Linked DNA regions of Mus musculus: all the other regions are linked to region 1. Evidence: chromatin contacts called from public Hi-C and promoter capture Hi-C data. All regions are on one chromosome and are shown on one strand. The core of a region is the stretch at or near the end of the contact, and the rest is flanking DNA. Distances in the headings are between cores, read along the strand shown. Region 1 holds the start of Fam110a (family with sequence similarity 110, member A). Region 2 holds the start of Snph (syntaphilin). Region 3 has its middle 12 kb from the start of Gm52533.

Region 1 (2,700 bases), core at 189-2,688:
AAGTTTCGGCCACCCTGACATTTTTGTGCCTGTGCTAAGCATCTCATTTGCCCGACACATTCCACTGGGGAAGATAATAAACTGCTTAATAAGACACCTCACGCATAATATGGAACAGACGCTACTGAGAAAAACAGGACACTCGGGGAGAGATCAGGCTACAGGAAGCTAGACGACGTGGAAAGAAATGAGGCAGTGGTGTAACTCATCTAGTAGATTGCTCTCTTAGCACAAACCAAGCCCTGGGTTCTATCCCGAAAATGGCACAGAACTGGTGTGCCAGTGGCACATGCTTGTCATCCGAGGAGGCAGATTTAGGAAGACGGAGAGTTCAAGACCAGCCTGGTCATACATAGTAAGATTGAGGCCAGCTTGGGCCATACAAGAGTTGGAGTAGGGAGCATGACACAAAGACAGATGGACAAGCACAGCTCCCCCAGAGCCAGAATGAGGCTCAGAGGAAGAGTAGTTCCCTTCATAAGAGATCCTCCATCGAGTCGGTGATTCCCTGTGTCAAGGACTGAAGACTTCTGCATAGTTAAGTCTGTGCCTTTGAGCAACAGCCTCAACTTCACAGAACCTCAGATTCCCCACCTACGAAACGAGATCAACAACAGGGGGGTAGGTAAGAGTCCAGCCTAAATTAGATGCTCTACTTGGGAGGGTCTGACCCTGCACCCAACTCTCAAGTCCAGTTCCAGCAACTCTGGCTTAGAGGTACCACACACACACACACACACACACACACACATCCACATGACTTCCAAGGCCTTTGGATCCGCAGTCCTAGGGACTCAACCCTGCCCTGCAGTCCTAGGGACTCAACCCAGGGAGGCCCTCTGAGAGGGCAGCACTGGGAACTGGGACTCTGTAGAACCCTGTAAGGCAGAAAAGTTGCGAATGGGGAGGGAATGGTATATGTCCTGAAGGGGAACTCCAAGGGCCGGTAGGGCACGGGTAGCCTAGCCCTGGGATCCCCTGAGCCACGTCTTCCCAATAAGCCCCTTAAAGAGTAACCCGCGGGGTTCCTCTGATCGGCCAGGAGCGGGAACTGCAGAGTGGGAAAGGGAAACAGCCTGGATCCTTTGCTGGCCCCCTGGGCTGGACACTAGACACGAACTCTCCTCTGTCGACCCCCTGTACTGAGACTCTTGCCCGGGTTAATGCGTGGGCACTGCCCCGGGACCCTCCGCCTCCTACCCCCATGCTCACCTGCAGCCCACGTCCAGAGGAATCCCGCTCCTCGCCGGCTGCCGAGGCTGACAGCTGGTGGTCCCTGCAGACCTGAGAAGGCTACTACGTGTGAAGACCGGCGAGCTCTTCCGAGTGGGACGCCCTGGCTGTCCCACGATTCCCTCCGGGAGAACGTCCCTGGGGCCCCAGAGGAAAGGGAAGTGAGCCCGCCGTCCCCGTTGCTGCAATGGTTCGCCCCGGACTTCCTGATTGGCCCGTCGCTTCCGTTCGAACGGCGCGCCACCCGGGTTGCCAGGCAACATCAGGAGCCGCAGATGCAGCAGGGCGACTGCTGCCCGGAGCCCAGCTGGCCGCTTGGCCTTCCGGCTGCCCAGGCCTTGGCAGACCTTTCTTCTCTTCCAGCTGGACTTCCTCGGTCTCCAGCTGCAAGAGTTACTAGTCCCAAATTTGTTTGCTTGGTTTTGCACAGGCACTAGTACCAATATTTTTGGGGTTTTGAGGCAGGGCCTTCACACATAACTAGCCTAGCCCAGGCTGGCCACAACCTCCTTAGTACTAGGATTATAGGTCTATGCCATACCTAGCTTTCTCTCCCTTCACTTTTTTCTTTGGAGGCAGGGTCTCACCAAGTTGCCCAGGCTGACTCGGAATTCATGCGTTTTGCCCAAGTAGTCCTCACACTTGCTGCCTGACTTAAGTCTCCCCATGAGTTGGTACTAAGTGACCACCCCCCAAACTAGGCCCTACTTCCAACTCAGCAGCTACCTCTCTGTGTGTTTACCCACAATCCTCTCTCCCTCTCTGTTCCCCTAACCTGAAATGGCAAGTCAATCCTCAAACGGGCACACCCGTAGCTCCCACTGTGCTTATCAAAACCAGATCAATTATAGACGTCGATCCTGGGAAAGAAGCTGAATCGAGCTTTCTACATAATTCTTGTCAGGACTCATGACCCAGCTCTGAGGTACCTACCTTCAACGCCGCTTTCCAGCTGGGAATACCATGCATTAACTTACAACGATTAGATTAAACGACATTTAAGAACAATGGGAGAATGCTAAGGAAGTGTCATGTTTTAAGCATACTTCAAAACTCTCTGTACAGCATAGATAGATATTAAATACATAACCATACTATTTAAATAAACATAGCCTATTTACAATAACAAACAGCAACTAATTCCTTTACACTTAAAAGATAATACTTTTATTCATTCATTGAGAATTTAATACATAAACACAGTGTATTTTAGTCGTATTTACCGCACTCTCTCCCCTTAACTCCTCCTACACCCACCCTCTCTTCCTCCTGTTTTTGTTTTTTTAAAAGGCACCAAGTCTAATCTGCTGCAACCCTTTAAAAAACTGACTTTCCTTCCCCCAGAAACATTCAGCTATAACTAACTAGCTCCTCCAGTGGGGGCTCATAGCCTCTCCCCTCTCTGTACTGAAATGTTAACTGGCTTGATCATGTACAGACAACCACAGCTGCTGTGGTTTGCCGGCG
Region 2 (2,700 bases), core at 142-2,641, 350 kb before region 1:
GCCAAGGGGACCTCAATTATTTCAAGGTCCGAACCTTAAATGGTTTTAATGGACAAGTCTCCAGAGTTATTGAAGCCACACTCAAGTGATATATTAAAATTGTACGGATCATCTAGCCCAGCCTCTGCACTGAACAGACAAGCAAACAGACACCCACACCCCAGAAAATAGTAAGATGGCTACTTGGAGCCAACCAGCAAGTTAAGGCCCAGAACCTCAGCCTATCTCACTTCCTTACACCCCTTGACTTGCAGAGACCAGCATTTTCTGGGAAACTCCTCCAGCCCACCCAAGTACCCCCAGGTGGGCAGAGAAGGCCAAGGCAACAAGCAGCATGTGACCAGCCTCGCCACCCCTGCAGCGTTGAAGCAAGGGAATGTGGGGAGTTTAGAGGCTGGCAGGTGTTGCAAGCCGTCTGGCTCCCTGCTAGGGAGTGGAAAGAGAAAACAACAGATACCCTGGAAGCTCCAGGGAGACTGAGGCAAATTTCTCACTCTAGGGATCATGGGAAATTCTGCCAGATCTACTGTAAGGCTCTGATGTTTATCAGTGGGCAAGATAGGAAGGCAGTCACAGGCACTTGACCTTGTGGTGGGTGTGCTGTGCGGTTCCAAAGAGAAGCTCACATGTTTGCAGAATGCCAGAAGAGAAAAACAAACAAGAAGGGCGAGGGGTTAGTTCCCTAAAACCCATCTACTAGATGTCAAAGACCTTGGGCGTCTTCCCTACTGAAAACAGCATCCTCTAATTAATTAGTAAATTTCACGCTAGGGAGAGGGGTGCTTACGAGGATGTGGGGGAATGGAGGGAGGCTAGGGATGAGTCACGTTAATCCCCTCCTCGCCTGGTACCTCTGCGGGATCGCGCCACCGCAAGCGGTCTCAAACTGACCCTGGCGGCCGCGGAGCCACGGAGGCCCCCTCCCGCTCCGCCGTGGCCTCCTCACCTGGGTCCACTCGCCCTCCGCAGTCCGGCCGGCTCGCACGACTCCCGCGCCGCTTGGCGCAGCGCCTCTGCAGTCGCTGCAGCAGCCGCCTGGCGGTGATCAGCAACCTGCGGCGGTGGGGAAGAGAGAGACAGAGGCGGGTGAGCGCCGGTGGCCGCAGCCCGCAAGCTCGGAGGACACGCTGCCCGCCGCGGGCTAGGGCAGCTCCTGTGCTTGGCCGGCGCCCCGCACCCCCGCAGTTGCACTCCTGGGTGCGGCGGGTGAGGCTGGGCGGTGGGCCCGGAGGTCCCCGGGGTCCTTGTCATCACCTGCGAAGGCTTCCATGGTTTGGGCTGCCCCCAGGAGGGCAGCCGGATTGCTCTCCCGAGCCCCAGCTGAAGGTGGCTAGCGGGTGCTTGCTGGGGCTGGGGCTGCGGGGAGGGAGAGGTGGAGGGCGGGGAAGGAGAGGTGGATGGAGGGGGATGAGCCAGTCGGCAGCTCGCCGGCAGCTGCGTAAGCCTCCCGTCTTCACTTTCCTTCTTAAAGAGATAGTTGGTTTCGCTCTGAGAGCCCTGGAGCCAAGACATCAACAAGCATGCATGGGGTCCTTTATTACCTCCAACTAGCTGTTGCTCAGAGGTGGGGGATGGGAAGGACTTCAAAGGGTATCTATCCCTTCAGCTTCTGGGCCTCAGTATCTCACCCCTTGGCACACATTAAGTAGTAGTATTATCTGGACGCCTTTAGAAACATTTTTGACCCCCTAAACCAATTTGTGAATGTCAGGAGTTATTTAATGCGAACAGCTCTTGCCTTAAAAAAAAAAAAAAAATCTTAAAATCCCGAAGGTATTTAAGAAATGTTATCCTTTGCAGTATTAAAACAGTAAGCTGGAAAGTTGGGCAATAAAAAGCGAATTAATCCTTATTGTGGGTTTGTCTCCTGCCTTTTACCTGACATCAAAGGGCTCAAGGGACCACAAAGTCCAGGAAGCTGGATTTCTAGCGCTCCCATTTCTGGCCGCCATAAGTTAACTTGCTGGCCTGGTTTCTTGCCTGCCCCACTGGGTGCAGTAGGAAGGGGCTCCCTTCTTGAAGCAGCCCTTTCTGGTCAGCTGGGCCTTTGCTCACTACCTTCTGGGAAGTTTTCACCTTGCTGTCTTGCTCTTATTCTAGCTCAACTCGCTGGTGTCCTCTCACATGACTTTGCCCGCCACTCATTTTGCTCTTTTGCTCTTAAATTCTTCCTTGCTGGGCCTCTACCCCCAGCTTTTATTTGCTAGTTCATGGGTTTGGAACAACCGAGACGTCCAGTTTGCTCCTTGGACTCCTCAAAGTCTCTGCTCAGACACTGCTATCTCAGGGAGGTCATCTGCCATTGTCAACTTGACTGAATTTACAGTCGACTCGGAAACATATGTTTGAATATGTCTGTGAGGGTGTTTGCAAAGAGATTTCCCTAAGGAAAGAAGAAAGGCCCACTTTGGACGTGAGCTAGGGCCCGGACTGGATAGGGTGAAAAGAGAAAACTCATTGCGTAGGAACATTCATCGCTTTGCTTCCTGACTGAGGACACAACGCGACCATAAGCTTTCTGCCATGTCTCCTCTGACATGATAAACTATATTTCCCTCAAACTACAGCCAAAATAGTCCTTCCCTTTTAAAGTTTCCTTCTGTCAGAGATTTGGTCAAGGTCCTGAGAAAAGTAATAGACCTTTTCCAGTCAACCTACAGAGCGCACCGACCTCCTCTTCCTTCAGTCGCTTGTTCTTGC
Region 3 (2,700 bases), core at 110-2,609, 450 kb before region 1:
TATACTGATCTGCATATCCATTTAAAAATATTTGGTTTTATGTGGTTATGTGTGCTCTCTGAAAGTATAAATTTAAAAAAAAAAAAAATCCAAGCCAGATTCTCTCCTTCCCTCTGTGTTGCCTCCTGGAGTGACCCCACCCACCACTTTCATCAAGTTTCATCCTTTCACTCAACATGTGTCACTATTGGCTGGCAGCCAAGCCAGCTACTCTGGTACCATAGTGTACCCAAGATCTAGGAGATGTGGAGTGCAAGGACAGATGTGGCCTAGCTGTGTAGGTGCATGAATGATGACACCCACAAATGGTCATTTGTGGCTAGGCAGTAATGTTGGTGAATCAGTGAACTAGGTCTGATGTGGGGAAAGGAGTTGGAGCATCATTCCATTGGGGTTGGGAACAGGTTCCCCAGCCCAAAAGTCTGGCTGATGTGTATGGAGCAGTGTTCCCAGCCTTGTGATTTCTACTCGGGTAACTTAGAGAGGAGGCCTGAGGTCCCAGGGAACCTGAAGGCAACTACTCACAAAGCTTTGAACTGACCCCTAACTGTGGGATCCAATGTTTGCACAGGGATGAGTGGGTGATAGCCTGAATTAAGAACAGCAGTCAATTCACAAACTCCACTGCTTGAACCTTCAACTAGGCAAGCTCTCATGATTGGGGTACTTGGAGCATCAAGGAATGTTCTTTAGACTGCCAGAGTGCAGTCTCTGGGAGAGACACAGGAAGGCTCAGTCTGGGGCTGGCAGGGATGAGCATTGCTGATGGAGTCCTTAGGATTTGTGGCTTCTGGCCCTCACTGAATCCTTGGCTGTGACCACACAAGAGCAGTGGCTCTTAATCTGTGGGTCATGATCCTCTTGGGGTCACATATCAGATATCCTGCAAATCAAATATTTACATTATGATTCATAATAGCAAAATTAGTTATGAAATAACAGAATCACTTTATGGTAGGGTGTTCACTCTGCGTGAGGAACTCTGTTAAAGAGTTGTGGTGTTAGAAAGCATGAGAATCTTTGCTCTAAAGTGTAGACAGCTGGGAATGGATGGGCTACAGGAAGGGGTGGGCAGGCTGCAAAGTTGGGCCAACAGGTTCCAAGTGAGGCCTCTTGGCCTTGTATCCCCTTTCCTGGCTGCAGTTACTCACCACAGGTACCAGCCTTCCAAAGCAGGTCCAAAAACTCTGTATCCAGGGTTGAATTCTGGCTCTAACATTGATGCACTGTGCAACCCTGAACAAGTGACCTTCCCTCTCTGAAGTTCAGCTTCGTCATCTGCCAAATAGGGTTGGTATTGTGTGGGTTTTCTTGGGGAGATATGAGGGAGGAAATGTCTAGTAACCCCAGATAAGGAACTGGCAAAAGACCAAAGAAACAATGCCACCCAAGTCTAGTGAACAAATGAGCTCGTTGGGGATACAGGAGCATGGGTGAGTCAAGGCAGCTGCGTCACTGGACAGCCCGCCAAGATTGAGTGACAAGACATGAAACCTGCATTCCTGGAGCTCCTGCATGACTTAGAGGAAGCTGGGCTGGCGGGAGGGAGGGTCTCCTCTCGAGGGAGTTGGGCAGCCCTAAGCTTCCCTCACACCCTCTGCCCAGGATGGTCCCTCTGCCTTTGGGCAGCGTTGGAGTGGGGATGGGCCCTTCACCAGGTTTTAGCACTGCCTGTGTCCATGCATGGCTTGCTCAGAACTACTCCCTCTCTGCTTCTCTGGGAATCCCACTAAAAATGCTCATAGAACAGTTCCCACCAGCAGGCAGAGCTAAATACCAAGAGGACACTTGAGGCTCAGAGACAGGAAGTAAGGTCTTAAGTCTCACAGCTGATCAGAGATAAGGAGGGAGCAGTGGCTACATCCAGACCCTTTGTTAGCTGACACCAGAAGGGCCTCCAGCCATAGTGCTCCTGGTGAAAGCCCAGCAGGCTGCAGCAGTCCTAGGGCTTCTGCTGAAAAGCAGGTTCAAGAGGCAAAGCTGAAGCACTGCACAGGAAGTGAAGCAGGTGTAAGAGCCCTTCCCCCAATCTACCTGCTGTCTCATAGTCCTACAGAGGGGGATGAAGGTCAGATACAAGGTCGTTGATGTAGGTTAGAGGGACAGGCATCCAGGCCCCAGACCTTGTTCTTTTAATAAGAATCAAAACCATATGCTGGGAGTAGTGGCATAGGCCACTAATTGAGGTACCCAGGAAGCATAGGTAGGCAGATCTCTGTGAGTTTGGAGCCAGTCTTGTCTACATAGTGAGTTCTAGGCTAGCTAGGACTACACAGTTAGACTCTCTCAAAAATAAAAAATCAAAATCATCATAAGAAAACAACTGGCCTTCATTGTGTAGGGTGTGCCAGCACTGCATTAGGAATGTTTGTTTGTTTGTTTGTTTGTTTGTTTGTTTTCTGAGACAGGGTTTCTCTGTGCAGCCCTGGCTGTCCTGGAACTCACTCTGTAGACTAGGCTGGCCTCAAACTCAGAAATCTGCCTGCCTCTGCTTCCCAAATGCTGGAATTAAAGGTGTGAGCCACCACTTCCCAGCAGGAATTTTTATAAACAATCCCTTCCTCCTTCCTTAGGTTTGTTTCCAGACTTCCTTGCAACTGGCCAAGCCTCAAACTCAGTCCCAAAGTTAAGGCCAGAGACACAGCAGAATCAGGATTTTTCTCCTACCCCTGGACCTACCCTAAACACTGAGAATGTGGG

What was found. Promoter capture Hi-C pulls out the DNA fragments that hold promoters and counts their contacts. A called contact is a pair of places that touch in the nucleus more often than the background predicts.
Region 2: a promoter capture Hi-C map of embryonic stem cells shows a contact between it and region 1. The contact joins the promoter of Snph here to the promoter of Fam110a in region 1. A contact is called at or near these places in 4 of 39 promoter capture datasets (cranial neural crest, embryonic stem cells, hippocampal neurons and 1 more).
Region 3: a Hi-C map of regulatory T cells shows a contact between it and region 1, with 2.8 times the contacts expected there. The contact joins the enhancer-like site here to the promoter of Fam110a in region 1. A contact is called at or near these places in 2 of 39 promoter capture datasets (embryonic stem cells and trophoblast stem cells), 3 of 484 Hi-C or Micro-C datasets (Th1 cells, bone marrow-derived macrophages and regulatory T cells), 3 of 115 datasets of contacts at active chromatin or transcription factors (bone marrow-derived macrophages, extraembryonic endoderm stem cells and pancreatic cancer cells) and 1 of 9 other capture datasets (adipose tissue).

What each region holds. Positions count from the first base shown.
Region 1 is chr2:151,978,781-151,981,480 of GRCm38.p6, forward strand. It overlaps Fam110a (family with sequence similarity 110, member A), which reads right to left and starts at 1,439. Exons shown (of 2, transcript NM_146127.3): 1 at 1,213-1,439.
Region 2 is chr2:151,631,202-151,633,901 of GRCm38.p6, forward strand. It overlaps Snph (syntaphilin), which reads right to left and starts at 1,392. Exons shown (of 6, transcript NM_198214.3): 1 at 1,255-1,392; 2 at 947-1,053.
Region 3 is chr2:151,529,137-151,531,836 of GRCm38.p6, forward strand. No RefSeq gene overlaps it. Among named protein-coding and RNA genes, the nearest start is that of Gm52533, 12 kb to the left of the region's middle. Within about 2 kb of position 1,360, at least 88 of the 459 cell types and tissues checked have an H3K27ac peak or open chromatin away from gene starts, as enhancers often do. A contact at or near this core is called in Th1 cells, pancreatic cancer cells, regulatory T cells and 1 more, where this site is marked.